Regions from separate parts of the Hordeum vulgare genome. Here region 1 is linked to region 2. Evidence: chromatin contacts called from public Hi-C data. All regions are on one chromosome and are shown on one strand. The core of a region is the stretch at or near the end of the contact, and the rest is flanking DNA. Distances in the headings are between cores, read along the strand shown. Region 1 holds the start of LOC123427472 (probable pectin methyltransferase QUA3). Region 2 has its middle 32 kb from the start of LOC123430644.

Region 1 (4,556 bases), core at 1,641-4,140, 600 kb before region 2:
ATACTCAGTAATCTATGAATGCTAGAGCAGGCGGCAGGCCCGAGCAATTGCCCAGCAACAGATGCAAACTTGCTGACAAATATGTGGATAGCTTGGAAAAGGTGGATGAACAATCTATAAATTTGAATATTCTAGTGTTCGCAGAACTACCACAAGCAAGCAACTGGAAAGTAAGATGGACATGGAATCTTATGTTGGACATGGTATCCAGTTTGTCCTTTAGAAGCTAGCAATGTAGTCCGTAGTCAACCAAGGGAGAAGCACATGAGCAAGCAAGGCGCTGAAATTGTCTGTAATTTGTATGAGATAAAAAAATTAAGTATTGCATACTTACCAATCATGATAAACTCCAATCAGGCCCCTGTCATATATTACGCCAAGTGTCAATGGTTTTTTAGCAGGAACAACATTCATAACCCACACAGGATCGGACGCTACAGCAGCCGCCAATCCTCCAAAGAACGCATTCATGTCCATGACATTACGTATGAGTGCAGTACCTAGCTTCACACCAAGTGATCTCTTGTAATATGATACTCTTTTGACCCACTTCTGTGTATCTGCTTCAAACAAGTTTACACCATCATCCATAAAGGAGGCCCTAGCAGAAGGTTTAGACAGTCTATTTGGCCACTTATCAATGGAACCAACTGCTATTTCTTCCGACAGAGAAACTTTACTAATGCATTTCTTCAACTTGAAGTACCTGCAAACAGTAAAACCCCACAATCAATCAAACAGAAATATACAAAATGGTTTTCTGGCGTACTGAAAAGCTAGAAACACAAAAAAACACGGAAAAATATTACCATGCTTCGTCTGGATCATCACCAGTACTACACAAATCAAGGCCAAATTCATTTTGGTTAGGAAGGCATGACGCCTGATTAGGTTTCTTCCAAATGGCCGTGTTGCCGTCTACAGTAATCAACTTGTAACACAAAGACTGTGCCATTGCTTGAAGTTCACTCCATTCCTTCTCCTGCTTCTTCCACTGCACAGGGGGTCCGGATATGATCAGATAACCTCCCGGTCTAAGTAGACGGTCAACTTCAATCAAATAACTGCCATCTGCCATTTTTTACATGTCAGAGGGAGGGAGGGCAGATGTGTATTGAATGCAGAAGAAAACATTACTTACTGTAGGCAGTAAAAGGTATCAAACATCGGGAGCAATGGACGAAATCAAAGGACTGTGCTGGAAATGGAAGACGGCGTGTGCCCAACATCAAAAGAAATGCAGGAATTCCTCTCTCCAGCGCAAACTGTATTTGCGACTTATGTGAATCTCTTGGGGCGAAGGAAAGTGCCGTGATATTCTCTTTAAGCAGAAACCCACCAAAGCTAGCAACCTACAAATGATGGAAAAAAATGTAGCCATTTCACTTGGAAAACGAAATATAAAAGCTCCATATTAAAGATAAAATTATTACCCCACAACCCATATCAAGACCTGTCCTCAGTAGACCACTTTTTAGTGGAACATACTTGGTAAGCTTTTCAATATATTGTTCGGCACCATCAGGAAACATAGTTCCGCCACCAGGAAAAAGGAAGTATGAGCCTTCCTGCTTCATCCACCCTTGATGACCTTTTCTTTCAGCAATCTTGCCATAAGGCATGTTATCATGCCATATCTGCATAGAGAACAATAAACAAGCAGTAAATCTCGGTGCAAGAGGAATAGAACTAATCTACATCCTGTCAACACATGAAGTAAACCAATATACTATCTCTGTTTTGTTAATTCCAGTCCCAATGTACATTCCTCAGGTAAGGTCAACGTAACAAACAGATAGTTGAAAGGGCAAGAGCTAGACTTGAATTTTTAAGTCCTTGATCATGCTAGCTCAGATGCCATCAAAACTTGTGCCTGGTAGCTTGCTTAGTCTTATCTTATACACCAGAAGTGTCAGCTAAAAATATGAGCGCATGTTTCACCTCCTAATCCGAAAATCATATCCGTGAAAAATCACCCTAATCACTACTTCCCAAATTCAGAACTAGCTTGGCGTTCAAAACCTCTAGACATCATCCAGTAACTCTCACTCTAATAACTGCATCATCTCGAAAATGCATAGATTCAGATTTCAGAAAGTCCATGCAAATATTAACCACTCAGAGCATGAGATGCAAAAGCTAGTCGTACACTGGCAAGCTACACAACAAAACAAAGCAAAACTCCTAGAGAAGCATTACTCTGCCAAGACATCAGCTGAGACCTGCAATTACAACAGTTAATCAGGGGTTAGTTTCGAGTGGAACGGCCAATGCCGACAGCACGAACCTTATGGAGGCTCTCGGGCCAGGGCACGGGCACGCGGTAGCCGGGCGGCGGCGGGACGAGGCACGCGGATGCCTCCCCGCGCGCGGGGCAGTGGCGCTCGCGGTAGTAGTTCATCTCGCGGCTGAGGCGGGAGCTTCGGCGGGGGTCCTCGCAGGGGAGGAGGTCCACCTCCGAGGCGGCGCAGGGCGGCACCACCGCGCCAGCGGGGGCGGCGAGGGTGTCCCCGCGGCGCGGCGTGAAGACGAGCGCGAGGAAGACGACCACGGCCACGAGGAACACCGCCCAGACGGCGTCGAGGAAGGACCACTGCCACTGCGCCTGCGCGCCGCCGCTGCTCCCGCGGCGGTGCGGCCGCAGGGAGCTGAGGAGGCCCATCGGGCGGTAGCAGGAGGCGGTGGCCGCGGCGGGGCCGCCGTGGTGTGCTGGTTCGATCGGTCGATGGGATCAGGCCATGGGGGAAGGGGTTTGGATTCCCAGCTTTATTTTGTGGGCTTGTGCTTTGCGTATCGCCGTGCTCGTCTCGGTGCCTTCGCGGGACAAAGAGACGAAAGCGCGTGAGATCTGTGTGCACGGATATGAGTGGTGAGATTAGGCCAACTCGAGCACACAAACCCAAAGGGTCCGGTCGCGTCCCTTTGCGCTAAACGGACACAAAACACGGCACAAAGCGAGGAAACAGATGAGAAAAACGTTCATTCTTTTCTTTGCTTTTGATCAATTTTCAGCTTAAATTTAGGCCATGTTTGCGTTAAAACGGACAGTGCATGAACGAGGAGGACACACATCCTTGTCCTCCTCTGACCCGTTCGTCGTGGACACAATGGCCCTTTCCTCTTCCCCGCCACTCCCCTGCCCCCTCCCCTCGCTTTCGCCGTCGTCATCCGTCTTTACCCATTTTTTCGGCCGCCTCCTCGTTTTTTTGCCCGGCCGCTCTAAACCACGACCATGCCATGTCATAGCCATCCCACGTCCATTTCGTAAGAGCTTTTTGTCGGCGTTGGTGGTTGTTTGTCGTCGCATCCGATGCAAGAGAAGCTACAGCTGTCGTCGACGCCCATCGATCCCAACACCTTTCGGCGGGCGTTGCATAGCTGCAGGGCGCCAGCCACTAATGCCAAAGTTTTCGGCAGGAACTCGAGGTGCTCTTCCCGACCGTGTCTCCACGACGACTGCAAGGTGTTCGACAGATTGCTCATAACGTACCATGAATAGGGGGTTTGAGTATTTTTTTCACAACTTCATTTGTTCATCGGATGACGAATAAATTGTAATGGTTGCGTTGGTCGTAAATGACCCCATTGCTAGGCAATGGCCTCGGTTAAGGGATCAATCTTAGGTCATGCCCCGGCCTTGAATTGCAATAGGGAGAGTGGGCACACCGTGCTGTACAAACCACCGTCGCTTTTGTATGGCAAGACATGTGTTTGATCGTATTCAGAAGGGAGTGGTAGCATATGACCCATACTTTGAGTGCAAAGAGGATGCCGTTGGCAAGCTTGGCTTCATCTCTTATCAGAAATGCATTGTGGCTAATCGCATGCTTGCTTATGGAATTCCGAACGGTCTTGTGGATGAGTACGTACGTATGAGTGAGTCCACATGCCTCACATCAATGTACAATTTCTGCAAGTCTGTGGTGGAAGTGTTTGGCCTGAGTACCTCAGAGAGCTAACTACCGTTGATACACAAAGGTTGTCGGTGATCAATACTGATAGGGCTTTTCGAACATGCTTGGTGGTATAAATTGTATGCACATGAAGTGGAAGAATTGTCCATTTGCTTGGTCGGGGCAATACAAGGGGCGCGTGAAAGGTTCCATTGCCATATTAGAAGCGGTGGCTTCACAAGATCCATGGATATGTCATTCTTTCTTTGGCATGGATGGTTCTCACAATGATATCAATGTGCTTCAGTGTTCTCCAGTGTTTGCAAGGCTTGCAGAAGGCCTCCCAAAGGTCAACTTTGAGATCAATGGACACCATTACAACAAGAGCTACTACCTAGGTGATGCTATCTATCGTGAGTGATCAACTCTTGTGAAGACAATACCTAATCCGCAAGGAGAGAAGATACAAAGATTAGCCCAAATGCAAGAGAGTGCTAGGAAGGATATGGAGCATGCTTCAATATCGATGGGGTATCGTTCAAAATCCTACACTAACATAGATCACCAAGAAGCTTGGGAAGGTGATGACCGCTTGTGTGATCATGGACAACGTGATCGTTGAGAATGAGCGTGATTTTCAGGGTAAAAATGTTGAGCCTCATC
Region 2 (4,565 bases), core at 1,173-3,672:
TATTATTTTAAAGCGTCTATTCACCCCCTATCTAGGCGACATTCATGTCCTTTCACCTGTTTAATGGCGGCATATGGACGGACCGGGCATTGGACGGACATGGTAGATAGACGTCCCGTCCCGTCCAGCCACGCGTCTACAACATTGAACAAATGTGGACCCGAGAGACGCGTCGCGGACGCCGCCCTAGGCCGACGAGCCGCTTCAATTCTATCGCCGAACCACCAGTGAGAGGTCGCGTCCGCTCTTCAATGGAAAGAGTCCGCTCTACAACGACATGAATGTGGGCAGCCGGTGTCGGCGGAAATCGCACATGGAAGAGGGGTGGGCGAGTGCGATCAGAATCGGCCAAAGTAGTGGTCGGGACTTTCATAACCTTCGCCACATTTGTCTTCGCTTTGTCGAAGAAATTACGTCCGGACCGTTCCGCAAATCAATATAACACCGCATCGAAAATGCGTTCGGCATCTTTAAACCTTTTAACGTCAATATCCACATGGCACATGGATGCTGCTGCCGGTTTGCACAAGTTAGAGTCCATGTCCACCAGGCCTGTGATTTCGGATCTGGTTCGGACATGTAAGCCTCATTCATGAGGCCTGCTTATTCATGGCCAACAATGTCTTCCTTGCGTGATGCAATGCAAAGCCGACCGAGCATATACGTACAGCACCTGCCGCCATGACGACGTGAGGGAGACTCTCAACTGTCCTTTCCCACCTACAGTTTGCCTGACGTAATTGTGGCGCACCTTCAGGCCATCAGCCAACTACTCCGGCCGTCTTTGCTTATGTCGGACTATTTTTTTCTTCGAAACGAGTCAGAACAATTATCTCATTGGTTAATTAAAAAACAACTGCACAGTTAATTTACGGACTAAACCGATTGAAAATTAATACAAACAAACTCACTCAACACGAAGCAAAACGATAACTCACGTAACAGCCAGAATCCTCAACACTTTTACAATGCAACGGAACCCCTTCGAGAAAACTGACAACAACGACTTAAAATACCAAAGCCACGTACAACACGAGAAACCCAACATTATTCATCACGAAATCACCGACGAGAACTCGAGAAACCGACCATTATTCATCACGAAATCACAGATGCCTTCGCTTTCGCATCATCAATCATAGAAACCTCGAGCTGCTCATTTGACAAATATGAATCTTGTTCCTCAGCCGAGGTCACCGATGTGTCCACCTTCATATAATTCATTGACAGACTGAGACGTAGCTCACTAAGCTCGGACATGATCTACAACACCGGAGCCACGAGCAGGGCGATGGACTCACCCTAAGAGGTAAACAATATAAAAAGGAAGGTAGGCATCGACGATGAATTGTGTCCAACATGAGAGGAGAAAGAGCCATATAACTCCACCCCTATCCTTCAGGGAGCAAACACCGACCACACAAGGAGGATGCGACGTCACAGAGGTATGCAACATCAACTTCGACGGGAAAGTGAGCCGGTCGTGGCAGAGCGACACACGCCCAACACCCACGGTGAAGGGCCTTGAAGGGGAGACCCACAGTCGGGCTATCACACTAGCAACATCTCTCGGGGTCCCTCCACCTTGCCATTTTGCAAGTTTTTTTTTCATTCAAATTTTTTCACTCATGTTCGAGGTGAAAAAAATAAAGTACAAAAAAATCATGAAAACATAAGAAACATTATAAAAATAAAATGGGAAAGAGAAGAAAGACCAACAGTGGAGAAGTAGAAGAATCTCGTTGTCTTCGCTCATGTTAGTATTTCAGGTTAGAGTTTCATAATCCTCACACGTATGGTGCTCGGACAGATGATAGTACTTCCTCCTCGAGTTCGTTTGTGTGAACGTAGTTAACGAATCTCCGGCGTAGGTTTCCACCATCTCCTTGGGGTTGTAAAGTTAGGATTTCTTGTTATCTGACGAAATTTACTGTCAGTCGTTTTCTGATCTATGCGAGGGTTGAGCGACGACGACTATGACCCTAGGGTGTTGGTCCTTAATGGCACGTGCAAAAGGAATTTTGGCTATCATCGACAAGATCAAGCCAGCTCCGATAGAAAAGCGGTACGTCGACGGCTCGTTATCTTATAATCTTGATGTAATTTCTATTATATTTGATATTCTTTGTACTTTACAATATATCTGATATTTTTACGAAAAAAATAATATATGACCAACGGCAGACGTGGTAAGCAGTCTCAATAAGAAAAGAAAAGACGTAAAATAGGAAAAGGAAAACAGGGGGAGAAATGCCTGGTGAACCAGCCCAACATGCTGGACACCTATCTAGGTGCTTATATGACAAAACAAACTGATATCCAGAAAATAAAAGGTATCTAGCGCCTTTTTTTGGCATCTCCTATCCAAAGAGCTCCTATACGTTGCGCGCTGCGTTCGATTGGCGCGCCTACACAAGGACAGCCCTCGACAGGTCCGGTCCATTGTGAGATTTTTCACAGTTTTAGCTCATAAGACGTAAATAATTCACAGAATGAACTCGATTTGAAAGTATTTTCGGATCTGACTCTTTTAGAAACGCCAGAGCCCGTGGCTTTGCTGCTTCACGTAGAAACGCCAGTCTATCGTGACGTTTCTGGTCCACATTCAGACGCCAGTCTAGCGTCGCCTTGTAGTCAAACTTAGCAACGCCAGGGGTGCTGGCGTTGCTATCCACGTAGCAAACGCCATTGACAATGACGTTGCAGCATTGGTACGTATGTTCAGCGCGCGCGACGGGTCTCGCGTTGATGATAGGATATGCATGGGATGGGATCGGCGCCGGCTGGCTGCTGCTACCACTAAAGAATAAGCATGTTGCAGGATGTGCAACTAGGCCTATGTCTATTGTACCGCTGACAGGTTGCAGCATTGGTACGTATGTTCAGCGCGCGCGACGGGTCTCTCTTTGCAGCATAGAAATGAAGTGCACTGTCCATGCATACAATTGAAGTGGTAGCAGACTAGTCAGCGGTACAGTGAACATAAGTGGTCAGTTACAGCGTGACACTGGCCAAAAATGACAAGAAACGAACACATAGACATAGGCCCAGTTGCACATCCTGCAGCATGCTTATTCTTTAGTGGTAGCAGCAGCCAGCCGGCGCCGATCCCATCCCATGCATATCCTATCATCAACGCGAGACCCGTCGCGCGCGCTGAACATACGTACCAATGCTGCAACGTCATTGTTAATGGCGTTTGCTACGTGGATAGCAACGCCAGCACCCCTGGCGTTGCTAAGTTTGACTACAAGGCGACGCTAGACTGGCGTCTGAATGTGGACCAGAAACGTCACGATAGACTGGCGTTTCTACGTGAAGCAGCAAAGCCACGGGCTCTGGCGTTTCTAAAAAAGTCAGATCCGAAAATACTTTCAAATCGAGTTCATTCTGTGAATTATTTACGTCTTATGAGCTAAAACTGTGAAAAAATCCGTCCATTGTCTTGCGAAAACAGAGAAAAAATCACTGTAAAATGATTTTGGCTGGGCATTTTTCCCTGTCCGGTTTTAGGCTGTTTTTTTTCTGTTTACATTTAAATTTATCATTTCCGTATTTTTCAATTTTGTGAACTTTCTCAAATCCGTGATTTTTTTATTAAATTCATAAATTAGGGTAAAATCAAATTTGTGAACTTTCTGTCTCAAATTCGTGAACTTTTTTCAACTTCATGAACTATTTCTTGTAAATATGCGATTTTTTTCAATTGCATCAACGATTTTGTCTATGTTTTGTGAAATTATTTCAAATTCATGACCTTTTCCCATCAAGTATGACATTTATTTTTCATTTTTTTGTCTTAAATTTTTAACCTTACTTCAAATTCGTGTACCTTTTAACTCGAACTTATGATAATTTGTAAGTTTGTGATTTTAAAAATTATTGATCTTTTTCCTTTTGGCAAACTTTTTTCCTCGTATACATGAGCTTCTTTTAAATTCATAACGTTTTCCTAATTGCATGGTTTTCTTAGATCCGTAAACTTTTTAAAAATATGTGAACATTTTCCCATATTCATGAACTTTTGCAAATTCGGAGTCTTTTTTATCCCATTCCCTATCCTTCTTTCAAATTTGTGACTTGCAAATCCATTATTTTTATAAATTTGATAACAGTTTTGAAATTGTGTTTTTTTTCAAATCTATAGACATTTTCATTTTCGTAAACGTTTCTCGAATTTGTGAACTTTTCTATGAAATCAGTGAACATGTTTTAACTAAAAAAACGGCTACCTTTTTTTGTGTGAAAAATAATACAACAAAATAGGAGAAAAATAAATAAAGAGCGAACACAAAGACAAAAAACAGCAAGCGACCGGGCGAGTTTGCGAGACACATGCCTATACCTTGCTTACAGGTAGCTCAAGGTTTTTTCTCTATCAGCTATAGTACAAGGCCGGCCCGTCAATTCGCTCGCACGCTGCTCTCGCTACGTTCGATTCGTTCGGTTCGCTTAGTTTTCTATCCTATTTTTTTTCTTGTGTTTCTTTCAGTTTTCTTTATATCATCATTTGTTTTTCCGGTTTTCTGTCTTTCTTTATTTTTTCTGCAGTTTCATTGCTTTCA

The links. Hi-C and Micro-C count contacts between places; a contact is called where the count stands out from the background.
Region 1: a contact with region 2 is called in a Hi-C map of leaf, with 4 times the contacts expected there. The contact joins the promoter of LOC123427472 here to the enhancer-like site in region 2. A contact is called at or near these places in 2 of 6 Hi-C or Micro-C datasets (leaf and seedling).

Annotation. Positions count from the first base shown.
Region 1 is chr2H:586,810,922-586,815,477 of MorexV3_pseudomolecules_assembly, reverse strand. It overlaps LOC123427472 (probable pectin methyltransferase QUA3), which reads right to left and starts at 2,890. Exons shown (of 7, transcript XM_045111526.1): 1 at 2,288-2,890; 2 at 1,434-1,637; 3 at 1,142-1,352; 4 at 810-1,071; 5 at 335-706. The coding sequence starts at 2,662.
Region 2 is chr2H:586,211,503-586,216,067 of MorexV3_pseudomolecules_assembly, reverse strand. No RefSeq gene overlaps it. Among protein-coding and RNA genes, the nearest start is that of LOC123430644, 32 kb to the right of the region's middle. Within about 2 kb of position 2,422, at least 1 of the 3 cell types and tissues checked has open chromatin away from gene starts, as enhancers often do. A contact at or near this core is called in leaf, where this site is marked.